Linked DNA regions of Hordeum vulgare: region 1 is linked to region 2. The links are chromatin contacts, called in public Hi-C maps. All regions are on one chromosome and are shown on one strand. The core of a region is the stretch at or near the end of the contact, and the rest is flanking DNA. Distances in the headings are between cores, read along the strand shown. Region 1 holds the start of LOC123396814. Region 2 holds the start of LOC123395590 (CST complex subunit CTC1).

The links. Hi-C and Micro-C count contacts between places; a contact is called where the count stands out from the background.
Region 1: a contact with region 2 is called in a Hi-C map of seedling, with 4 times the contacts expected there. The contact joins the promoter of LOC123396814 here to the promoter of LOC123395590 in region 2. A contact is called at or near these places in 2 of 6 Hi-C or Micro-C datasets (seedling and an unstated tissue) and 1 of 1 datasets of contacts at active chromatin or transcription factors (embryo).

Annotation. Positions count from the first base shown.
Region 1 is chr5H:413,091,860-413,097,267 of MorexV3_pseudomolecules_assembly, reverse strand. LOC123396814 reads right to left here and starts at 3,938. Exons shown (of 3, transcript XM_045091625.1): 1 at 3,781-3,938; 2 at 2,888-3,442; 3 at 1,032-1,621. The coding sequence starts at 3,368. The coding sequence ends at 1,575.
Region 2 is chr5H:412,662,691-412,668,271 of MorexV3_pseudomolecules_assembly, reverse strand. LOC123395590 (CST complex subunit CTC1) reads left to right here and starts at 1,773. Exons shown (of 16, transcript XM_045090610.1): 1 at 1,773-2,852; 2 at 2,953-3,071; 3 at 3,145-3,219; 4 at 3,325-3,400; 5 at 3,495-3,557; 6 at 3,854-3,931; 7 at 4,022-4,222; 8 at 5,083-5,187. The coding sequence starts at 1,809.

The DNA.
Region 1 (5,408 bases), core at 2,689-5,188, 430 kb before region 2:
GGTGAACATTTTCTGAAACACATTGAAATTTTATAATACACGACAATTGTTTTATTACATGACAAACATTCTTGAAAAATGCACTATGAATGTTTTAATACATGATGATCATTTTTTACGAAAATCTAACACAGGATGAACATCTTTTAATACACTATGATTTTTTGTAAATGCAAAATGTACATTTTTTAATACACTATGATGATTTTTCAAAACATGATGGATATTTTGATAAAATACACTGAACACATTTTTTATACACAACACATATTTTTCAACAAGTGATAATTTTTAAATACAAGTTTAATACTTCTAAATACATGAAAAATATTTTTGAAATACACAGTTAATGTTTTTTAAATACACTTCGGTTTGCTGAGAAGAAATATGTGGGCGGATGTCCCAACCAACATATGAACACGGATCATAATAAACATCCCACATTGGTTATCTGGTGAGACGCCATGTCATATGGGGCATACTCCGACCATCACCGGAACATGAGGATGCCTAAGACGATTATGGGCGGAAGGCATGGGTAGCCTGGCCCTGGCTTCACATTTGTGTCATATGGGGCATACTCTGATCATTACCGGAACACGAGGATGCCTAAGATGATTGTGGACGGAAGGCATGAGGTAGCCTGGCCCTGGCTTCACATTTGTGTCATATGGGCATACTCCGACCATCACCGGAACATGAGGATGCCTAAGACGATTGTGGAAGGAAGGAATGGGGTAGCCTGGCCCTGGCTTCACATTTGTGTCATATGGGGCATACTCCACCCATTACTGGAACACGAGGATCGGAAGGCATGGGTACGCTGACCCTGGTTTCACATTTGTGTTATATTGGGCATACTCCGACCATCACGGAAAGACGAGGATGTCTACGACGATTGTGGGCGGAAGGTCTGGGGTAGCCTCGCATGTCAAGCCCGATGGCCCGACGGAGCACCACCACCGGACGCTGGATCAAGCCCGAGGAACCTGGTGGCTGCCCTCCGCCAAAAATAGCAACAAATCAGGAACTTAAGCGAGGAACCTGTTCCACATATAAACACAAAAAAGTTTATACACATCTGAATTCACAAGGAGCAATCCTGTTCCAATCTAAATCAACACACACGCACACTGAAGAGCTGCACATCTGCAGCTATATATACACGGCAAATGACACCATATATACACATGCCAGTAGCAGGGTCGAGGTCCAGAATCAAGTGGGACAAAATGAACGATGCAATACCAAATTATATCTACAAATGTTGTCGTAGATTGGTTAATAAGAATGAATGTGTCTTCTACGACGCGCAGCGCAGCTGGTCTTGTTCAGCATTGGCCTTGCTTTGCAATGAGTAAAATTAGCCTTGAAACCTCCGGAAGGACAAACCCATGTTCGGTGCTGCTTCAAAATTCCGCTGCTTCTCTTTTTTTGATCTTTTCTCATTTTTCTCAATTTTTTTGGGTTTTGATGTCTTCCTTCATCGATATATTCTTCCGTCGTGGGCGGAAACGTAGTAGAATGATACTGAGCAATAATATATACAGCGTAGCTAACGGAGATTCCAGATATCAGTTCTGGAGGGAAGAAAGCCACTCCTCTACAAAATTCTTTCCATCTGCAGAGCGGAAAAAGGAAAGAAGAGTGTCAGAAAAATATCAGAAGCTGTAATGATGGAGAAAAAAGAGTAATACTCCATGCACATGAGTAAACCATAGCTAGCAACTAAACTCTGTAAGATAAGCTAATTAAAATGAAAGACCCTCTGCGCAATCCAATACAAATGGTAGATAATTAAAATTGCACAAGCAGGCAATGAAATGGCTCTGTTATGTTCAATACCAATCACACCATATCACTCTAGACCGATAAAATGCAGGAGTCAAATAATTAGAACAAGAGGCAACTTTCTGCAGTTCAAAAGACTGGAGTAAATGGTAAATCAGAAATATGGTAAGCGATTGCAGTGTTATTATTCTGCAAAGACCGTATAGTACAATTGAACCAAATACAATGTTGCTGTTGAATTGACTAAATAAGAGAACCACCAACAGGAAGCCATAAGCTCCCTGTATTGCAGGTGTAATAAAGTAATACTTCCACGAGTATATTTGATGCCTTGTTCAACATAAATATACAAAACATGATGCTGAAAGAAGAATCAAAGTTATAGAGTCGAATCACAACTCGAATTAGCACATTTTTAACACAGCAAGCTCAAACCTCAACTACAGCACACAAAGTGGCAGAAGCCAACCAAAGCAAGTAGTATGGCTACAGGTTTAACAACTGAAGAGGTCTAACAGAGTAAGTTATAAATTGCCACATTTAGAAGAAAAAAGAAGTCAACGGATTCTATAATACAACAATGCCTCTAGGGTTCTCTGATGAAATAAGAGTTTCTAGTGATAAAACATCCATATTAAGTATTGCGTGTCTGCTGCTGAGCATAGGAATCTCAAACAAATATCTTGAAGCCCAAAGTACAGAGCAAGCCACCAAACCCACCAATCAACAGCTCCAAACATGAAAATGGCATATGACCAGTAGTAGTTGTGCCCATAAATGCTAGTACAACAGCAAGAAACACAAAATTGGATCTTATCGTGTTATAGGTTTTGAGTTCTGTCATCTTAACACAGGCTGAATTTATTCCCAAACCATCAATGGATAACTCATAAATGAAAAGGTACCAGACTTGTCATGACTTTACAAAGTGAACTGTTGTCAGTTTATTATCAACTATGTAGAGCAAATGATTCCTCTTTAATATCACACGGGACTTATAATACTTTAATAAACAAACCAAACATGGCATATGTTTTTCCCAATTTCTGGGCAATCCCATGTAAGAACTTGGTAGATCTTCCTGCAAACCACTCACCAGAGAGGCCGCGATCGGCGAGAGGGCCAGCGCCAAGGAACCGTGCCTGAGGCATCGCGGGCTGCTCGGCGCGGCCGTGGCGGTAGCAGGGCACGAGTACGGCGAAGGAGGTCTCCTGATCACCGTCCGTCTGCATCTCCGGCGCCTGCGGCTCCAGCCAGCCGATGGACCAGTCGGAGTCGTCGGACTCGGACCCGGAAAGGCACCCGCCGCCGTCGGACGGCACGATGACCATGTCGTACTCCCTGTCGATCCTGGGCTCCCCGCGACTACGCCGCTGGTTCTTGACCCTCCTCTGCCGCGCGCGGCGGCCGCCGGCGGCGGCAGTGGAGAAGGCGAGAGCGTCCGCCTCACGGAACCCGGAGGGGAACTCCGGGAAGGAGGCGCCCGTCAAGGCCGTGCCGGGGAGCTCGTGGTTGCCAACTCGCGCGGCGTTACCCGGCCAGAGCCAGTGGGTGAATCGGCCCAGCCCCATGGCCATGAGAAGCTCCGGGATCGCTCCGATCAGATCAAAAAATTTGGGCAAAATCAAACGAAAACCGGTGTTCCCTGGATCTGCCAAGTTAAAACAAACATCTCAGAAAAAGTAAAGAAAAAAACCCAATCTATTTCTCGAAACGGATACAATGGGAAACTTTTGGGCCACAGCAAACCGTACTACTCGAGCAAATAAAGGTGCCGCCTCTGAATACTAAGCGCTGCGGCCACGGGAAATCTGCTGCAATTGGGAAGGTTTGCGACCACAAGAAGGGACAAGCCCCATTAAAGATAACTCGTCCAAATTTTTTCCAATCCAGACGCTAAATCAGGAGGATCAACACGGTGGGGCGATGATCCAAAATTTTAACCCCAGGAAGAAAATCACCCAAAATTAGAAGAAAATGAATTCTTGCCTGCTCGAAAACCGAGACCCGGCAAGACTCCAAACGCAACGAGAAGCGAAACCCCCCGCCTCTCCAGGCCCGTCGATCGATCGCTCCCTCCCCGTGCCCGGATCCAGATTAATAAAGAACTCCGCGACTAGGAGCAACCACCACTCCTCGGAGCGTGTGGGCACGGCACATATATAATCCTCTCGCCTCGCGACGGACGGCCGGGGTGGCGCCCGACGAAACGCGTGGGTCGGATCGGGACCGCCCGTTCGGTGGGCCAATCGCCGGGCACCGCCGCGCGCTGACGTGTCGCGGGCGGGGGGTTCGTGAGGCGCAAGTTCTCGCTTTCGTGGGCTCCCGGGACACTTGTCGCCGGCTGGGGTTTTGAGTGTGGGATTGGATATTGGAGTTTTTTTGTTTCTTTGCAGTCTGGTTTCCTTCTTTTTTTTTTTCTGCTGCATTCTGGTTTCGCGTCTCGGTGAATCTGCTTCACGGATGCATGTGGATGGGTTTCACGTCGCCATCAGGGAAAGGCCCGTGGATGTACCTGGAATGGCTATACGTATTATTGGGAATCAAGTTCGAGTTGAGGAGGCTGATTTGGTTAAGTAGATATAAGTAGATCTTTGCTGGTTAGCGCATTTCTTGTGAACGGCCCAGGCAAGTGTGTAGCACATGTTGGTGTGTGGCGTAATTCTCTCAACTTCGTATGTCGGCAACCCTGATATTATATCCCATTGAGGGTTGATTGTAGTGTATTGAAATGCCCTTGGAGAACATGATCTTTCATAACATGCCTCACAACCATGCGTGCTACCATAAGCTCGAGTGCACCCAATACGTTTTCTTGAGGATATGCCTGTTGCCATTTTCATCGACATGCAAGTCGTGATAATTATTATAAAACATAATCATTTCATACATTTACATCTATCAAATCACGTTTTGACCATATCACATCACAATATACACTGCAAAAACAAGTTCGTCGTCTTCTACTTTATTGTTGCAAGTTTTACGTGAATGTTATGCGCAACTAGTAAGAACCGTTCTTACCTACGTAAAGCCACAACAGTTATTGAGTACTCCCTCCGTTCCTAAATATAAGACCTTTTAGATATTGTACTATAAACTACATACGGATGTACATAGACATATTTTAGAGTATAGATTTACTCATTTTGCTTCGTACGTAGTCTCCTAGTGAAATCCCTAAAAGGTCTTATATTTTGGAACGGTGGGAGTATACGTGTTATGTGCATATTTTGTATTTGACCCACCTCCTAATTTTTTATAGTTAAGGTCGTGACCCATCTTGTACATCATATATACGTGCGATTATACCTGATCAATACATCGTGCAATTTCGTCATCATACATCGTATGAGTTTTTAGGTTTCAACCCTAGCTTTCGTTCAGCCGCCGCCGCCGCGCCTCGTCCGATCGCGCCGCCGATGATGCTGCTCCACCCGCCTCCACCGTCGCGCCTCTCTCCGTCGCGCCGCCACCGCCGCATCTCCATCGCCGTCGCCGCGGCGCCTCTCTCCCACCGCATCGCCGCGACATCTCCACCGCCGCCGCTGTTGCGCCTCTCTCCAGTCGCGCCGCCGCCGCCGCATCTTCACCCCCCGCCGCTGTGCTTCCCTAGC
Region 2 (5,581 bases), core at 524-3,023:
ATTTTTTTGAGAGTATATTGGTTGTACCGTCGTGATTGAAGATGAATAGATAAATAAGTAGATTTAATCTTTGGGGCTACTACGAATCAACCGAATGTTATTTTAGAGAAATCATCCGCCTATTCAGCCCTTCGATAAGCGTGCTAGTTGCCGTTGGATCATAGCAGCAGCGAGCGTGACAACTTCAACACATCGCCATTGAAGTCCCGGCGGAGCTCCAGCGCAGCATCGAGGGCGTCCAACGAGCTCCATTACAGATCTGGTAGAGCAGATCTGGTAGAGCTTCAACGCAACACCGACACTCCGTCGAAGCTCCATTGCAACTCCAGCCAAGCTTCAGTGCAACCCTGATGGAGCTCCAACACAGCGGTTGCGTCTCCGGGGAAGCTCCATCGCAGCTCCAGTCGAGTTTCATCGCAACTCTGACGGAGCTCCAACACAACATTGACGGCTCCGACGAAGCTCCATTGCAACTCCGGCCAAGCTCCATTGCAGCCCCGACGGAGCTCCAACGTAGCGCCGACGGGCTCCGGCTCAACGGGCTGCGTGTAGTTTACTGCACTGCAGATCCGCCGGTGATTGGTTAGCTCCTACAGTGGTGGCTACCGTCGATGGGCCGGTAACCGATGAAGGCTTTCTGTTGCTGCGTCGGTGGAAGGAGATGTGGATTCCGACAAGGAGATAAGATTTCAATGGTGAGTGGTGGGAGACGAGGAAAACGATGGAGACACGCCACCCACGACACGCATTGCCAGGACGAGGCGACGTAAGTGTCCCTATTATCATCCGGCTGGAGATAAACGATTTCCTTTAATCTTTTATTGAAAAGAAGTTGTTTTTTTCGAATGTCAGCAGCAAAACTGTCAAATTCATTGATCAAAAGAAGATTTTACAAGAGCCCTCTAAGGAGGAAAGCACTGTAAAAGGGAGCGCAAAAAAGAAAAGAAAGAAAAAAGACCCGCCAACAGCATCACAAAGCCACACTCCACCTTCAATCGAGAACATCATCAGAACCTATCGTCGGGATCTCCAACGTGACGCCTTCAAAGAGGAAACGATGTTGAAGTCACTGTCGTCACCCGATCAGGCACTGCGTGATCTTAGGTGTTCACCCAGAGATCACACGCTATATGGTAGGAAGGACAAACGACTCCACGACGATACCTTCAAGAAGGAAGACGACACCCTAGGGTGCCGTTACCGCCGACCACGACCGAGTCGATGCATGATTTTCATCCGGAGTCGGCCCCTCCGTCAACAATCCCCGGATCCGAGGCCACCAACGCCAAGTAGCAGCACAATCCCAAGCAAACACTACCATAAACAAAATGATCGAAGCCGCACATAGAAAACTCGACGAGCATGCGCCAACCTACTGGTTTGCACCGCGGCTCGCAGTCTTGAACAAGCAGTGATGGAACCAGGATTTGGATATGGACACTGATAGAGGAGACCAAATACATACATACTAGTATATATTGATCAAATATACATTAGGTATTTCAGGTTTTGTCGATTGTTTGGAGGAGGGAGGGCAGGCCCCTGCTCGTCCCCCGTCTCCGCCCTGATAACAAGCCAGGCCGGATCTGGCCAACTTTAACCTCCGTGTGCAGAAATGGGCGATCCTCCACACGGTAGCGTACATGGAAGGTCGAAGGTGAACGCGAGGCCCAGCTCATTTGACCAGTCAACCCACGATCAAGTGGGCCCCACACCGCCACTCGACTTCTCGTTCTCGGTTTCACTTCCCGCCTACTCATCTCCCCTCCCTCCCAAACCCACACCCCTCCCAGTCCCAATCCCTAACCATGGAGCCGCCGCCGGAGGCATCCACCCCTCGCCGGCTCGCCGTCGCCGACCTCCTCCGCCTCCGCCGCCCCACCACTGGTGCATCCTCCCTTCTTTCCCCCTCTCCCTCTCATTTCCCCGCCGCCACCACCTCGCAGCCCCGCAAAAAGCCTAAGCTCTCCGCCACGAATCCTGCCCCTACCACCGCCCCCTTCGCGCCAATCCCCCACCCCGTCCTCCTCGCCGGCACCCTCTCCCTCCCTTCCGCCGACGCCTGCCGCAACCACTGCCTGTCCCTCTCGGACCCTTCCTCCGCCTCCTCTGTCTGCTGCTACCTCCTCGAATTCGACCCCGCCGCCATCGGTCGCGAGATCCTCGTCCTCGCCTGGAACTACCTTCCCCCCGTCCGCCAGCACGAAGTCGGCGTGCTCGAGGCAGTCCGATGGTGCCTGGCAGATGCTCCTGGTCCGGTCCCCGTCCCCGGCCCTAGCTTCCTGACAGCGATCCCGCTTAATTCCGTGGACGCGGAGCCTGCTTTAGCCACCCGCGGCCGCATTTTTGGGGTTGTGAGGTCGGTGAGCGTGGTGTTCAGTGTGCCGCATGCCACACAGAAGGGTGACTTGGTCGGCTTCATAGCAGAGATGATGTGCTGTGGGTGCCGCCAGTGCAAGGTATCACAGCCAGAATCTCACCGCGGTCACAAGTTTGAGATGGAGAAGTTCGTATACTTTGTGGATTTGGCAAGCAGGTGGCGGCCCGTACTGGCACGACTGATTGGCAGGCCGGTTTCTGTCACGGGGCTGAAGAAAAAAATGGTCTCCGTTGGGAAGAAGGGCTCGTACACCATGTTGGTGTCATCAACTGAAACAATGGTGTCATGGTGCCCATCCTATGTGGGCGTTCCACCATTGGATGAGTTGCCAGGGAAGTGCAGTGGAGTGTACACTGGGGTTGTCTCTGGAATCTACATGCAGGGTATGTTGGTTGAGCTGGATGAGACCGCGTGGCTGCTAATTGATGATAAGCGGCTTGTGCCGTCACATTCTCTTCGAGTTGGCGCTGTTGTATGTTGCTAATTTGTTTTGAACCTTGGTTTGCAATTTCTTCACTTTTTGATTAAATAGCTTTAAATGCCAGCGTGTGACTGTTCTGGTTCTTTTGTAGATCTCTGTGAAGAAATTTCGAGTGGTTCGTCTAAATTTTGCTTGGACGACAGTTGTTCTACTTGGAACATGCAGTAAAACTAGCATTACTGTAAATGCTTTCTCCGTGGTGGACTCGAAGTAAGATATGACTTTTGGCATATCAGTATCTTATGTTACTGGCATCACTCAACATTTTTTGCTGTTGGTGCAGATGTCATACAAGGGCAGAGAATAATGGTCTTTTGGACAAGTCTATTAACTTTTTGGAGCTGCCTGGTAAATTTTGGTATGAATTTTTGATAGTTCTACTTCTCCATGATATGCTTACCTGATTGAAAAGGGACATATTTGTTCTCATGGTATGCTCATCTTTTGTTCCATCATTTTCCAGGATGTTACTTCTGACATCGTGCTTTAAACAGAAATTCAAGTTAGATTCCAAGAAAGAGATCTGGGGCTCGAAAAATGTAACTTTGCTAACTGGAGTAAATAATATATTACCCCATTGTATTTCCTGCTAATTTATTTAACTTAATCTCTTGAACTGCAAGGTATCAACAGAAGCAAGGATTGGTTCATACCTATGCTGCTAAAGTTCCCTCTTCAAAGGGTTTCGAACCTCAGGCAAGCTCATTAGCAGTACATGTGTGATGTGTTTCAAATAACGAGTAAATGATGTAGTGTTGCTCATTTTTGCATGTGCATAACAGCTGTTTGTTTCACAGTGTAAAGTAATCTAGTCAACCTTTCTTATTGCCTCGACAAAATATATATTTGCTCTACTAGCCTTTCAGTCTCACCATAATATTTCCCCCTGAAACATATATAGAATATGTAGAATAAACGTCTTTCGGGAATCCTTTCTCATTGTTCAAAATCTATTTTCCGTGTGAATTGCTTACCTGAATCTGGTTGCGCAGCATGATTTCCTTATGAAATTCTGCAATCATGATTGTGGCGGTTCAAGCACAGGATCAATATTGGAAGCTTGTAAATTGGTAATAGTTTCTCCTTTTATTGTTCGCGGTATGCATGAAAATAAATTTGTTTTGGTTTTGTTTATTCACTTGCCAATTATTTTTGGTTAGGCAATACCCTTCGCCAATTTTATCTGCAAGGTGGAATCATTGTGGATATCAATGATGCTCAGATTTTGGAATGACGCGGAAGAACTGGGCAAGAACCTGGGATCTAACAAGTTTCTATGTGGTGGGGTTTCCCATCCTGTTACTAGCAGAAGGATAATTTCAACTGGTGATCTGGGCCTTGTATTAGTGGGATGCATGAAGGTTATTTTGAAAATTTTATGGCATCTTCTTCAAAAATAATCACATTGTTTTTTATTCAGTCCATCTGTCCTTGTAACATCAAGGGCAGCCCGGTGCATGTAGCTCCTGCTTGCGCAGGGTCCGGGAAAGGGTCCGACCACTTTGGGTCTATTGTACGCAGCCTTTCCCTACATTTCTGCAAGAGTCTGTTTCCAGTGTCCTTGTAACATACCAGAAGTAAAATTGATGTCACCAATTGGAGGTGGAAACCCGCTCAATCAATTTATTTAGATAGATGAACACTCATATTTTGCATTTGTTGTGGCATCCTAGAAGCTTGTCATAAACTATCCATGTATTATTGTTGGCAGATGCTTTTACTTTTGCCGGCTTATTATTGAATATGATTTGCATGCAGACAAGTTTATAAACAGATTATGTCAACTGATTTGAGGGTACCATGTTGCCAAGTGTCATTTTGTTTTTAGACTTTTGAAAGTATACGGCTGGGAGATGGTAAATGTCTTTCAGTTTCAACTTCCCACAAAGCTTTCTGAAATAAAGACGTGGCTTGTAGATGGACTCTCTAGGTCTACGGTTTCATCGTTTCTGCTTTCTTTTGCCTTTCGTTTTGGTTAGCCTAGGCTTGTTTTTGTTGCTGTTTTTTTTCCTTTCTTTGGTTGTGTTGTAAGACCCATGTCATCTTGATGCTTTCTTGTAATGCAAAAGGACACGCACTTCGGGTCTTCTTCAAGGAAAAAAAACAAGTTAATTTTATTAATTGTATTTACTGCAGAAGTTAGAGATTACTCGGTTTCATGACCTAATGTTAAGATCTTGGATTTTGATGCACTTGCTGACCGTGTCTTTGATGCATACAGATATCCTCACTGCCATTGAGGCTGCAGTTGGTTGATGACACAGGATGTATAGATGTTATTATACCTGATCTTCCGCCAAATGTTTGCATGAATGGCATCTATGAGGTGATTGTCATAATTTACTGTACGACATTTCACAAAAAAGTGATGCATGCTGTGACTTCAGTTCAGTTATCAATTCGCTTCATTAAATTAACATTAAATTGTCAGTACTGTTAAGAAATAGTACGACACATGTTATGGTATGAATAAAACTCTGTTCTGTACAATTTTTTTAGTATTCGTTTCTGTACAGAATAACTCGTATAAATACAATTTATGGGATTTTGATTTTGTTGTAATATCATTGGAAATCATGAAGCGTCAACCTGCCTAATCAAGGTCAAGGCATTCAAGCTCTAGGAGTTTTTTTTGGCACATATTTGTTGGTTTAATTTTCTCTACACAGTGTTGCCAGTAAACTGAGATGAACAGCATCTACAGTTTGATGGGAACCTCA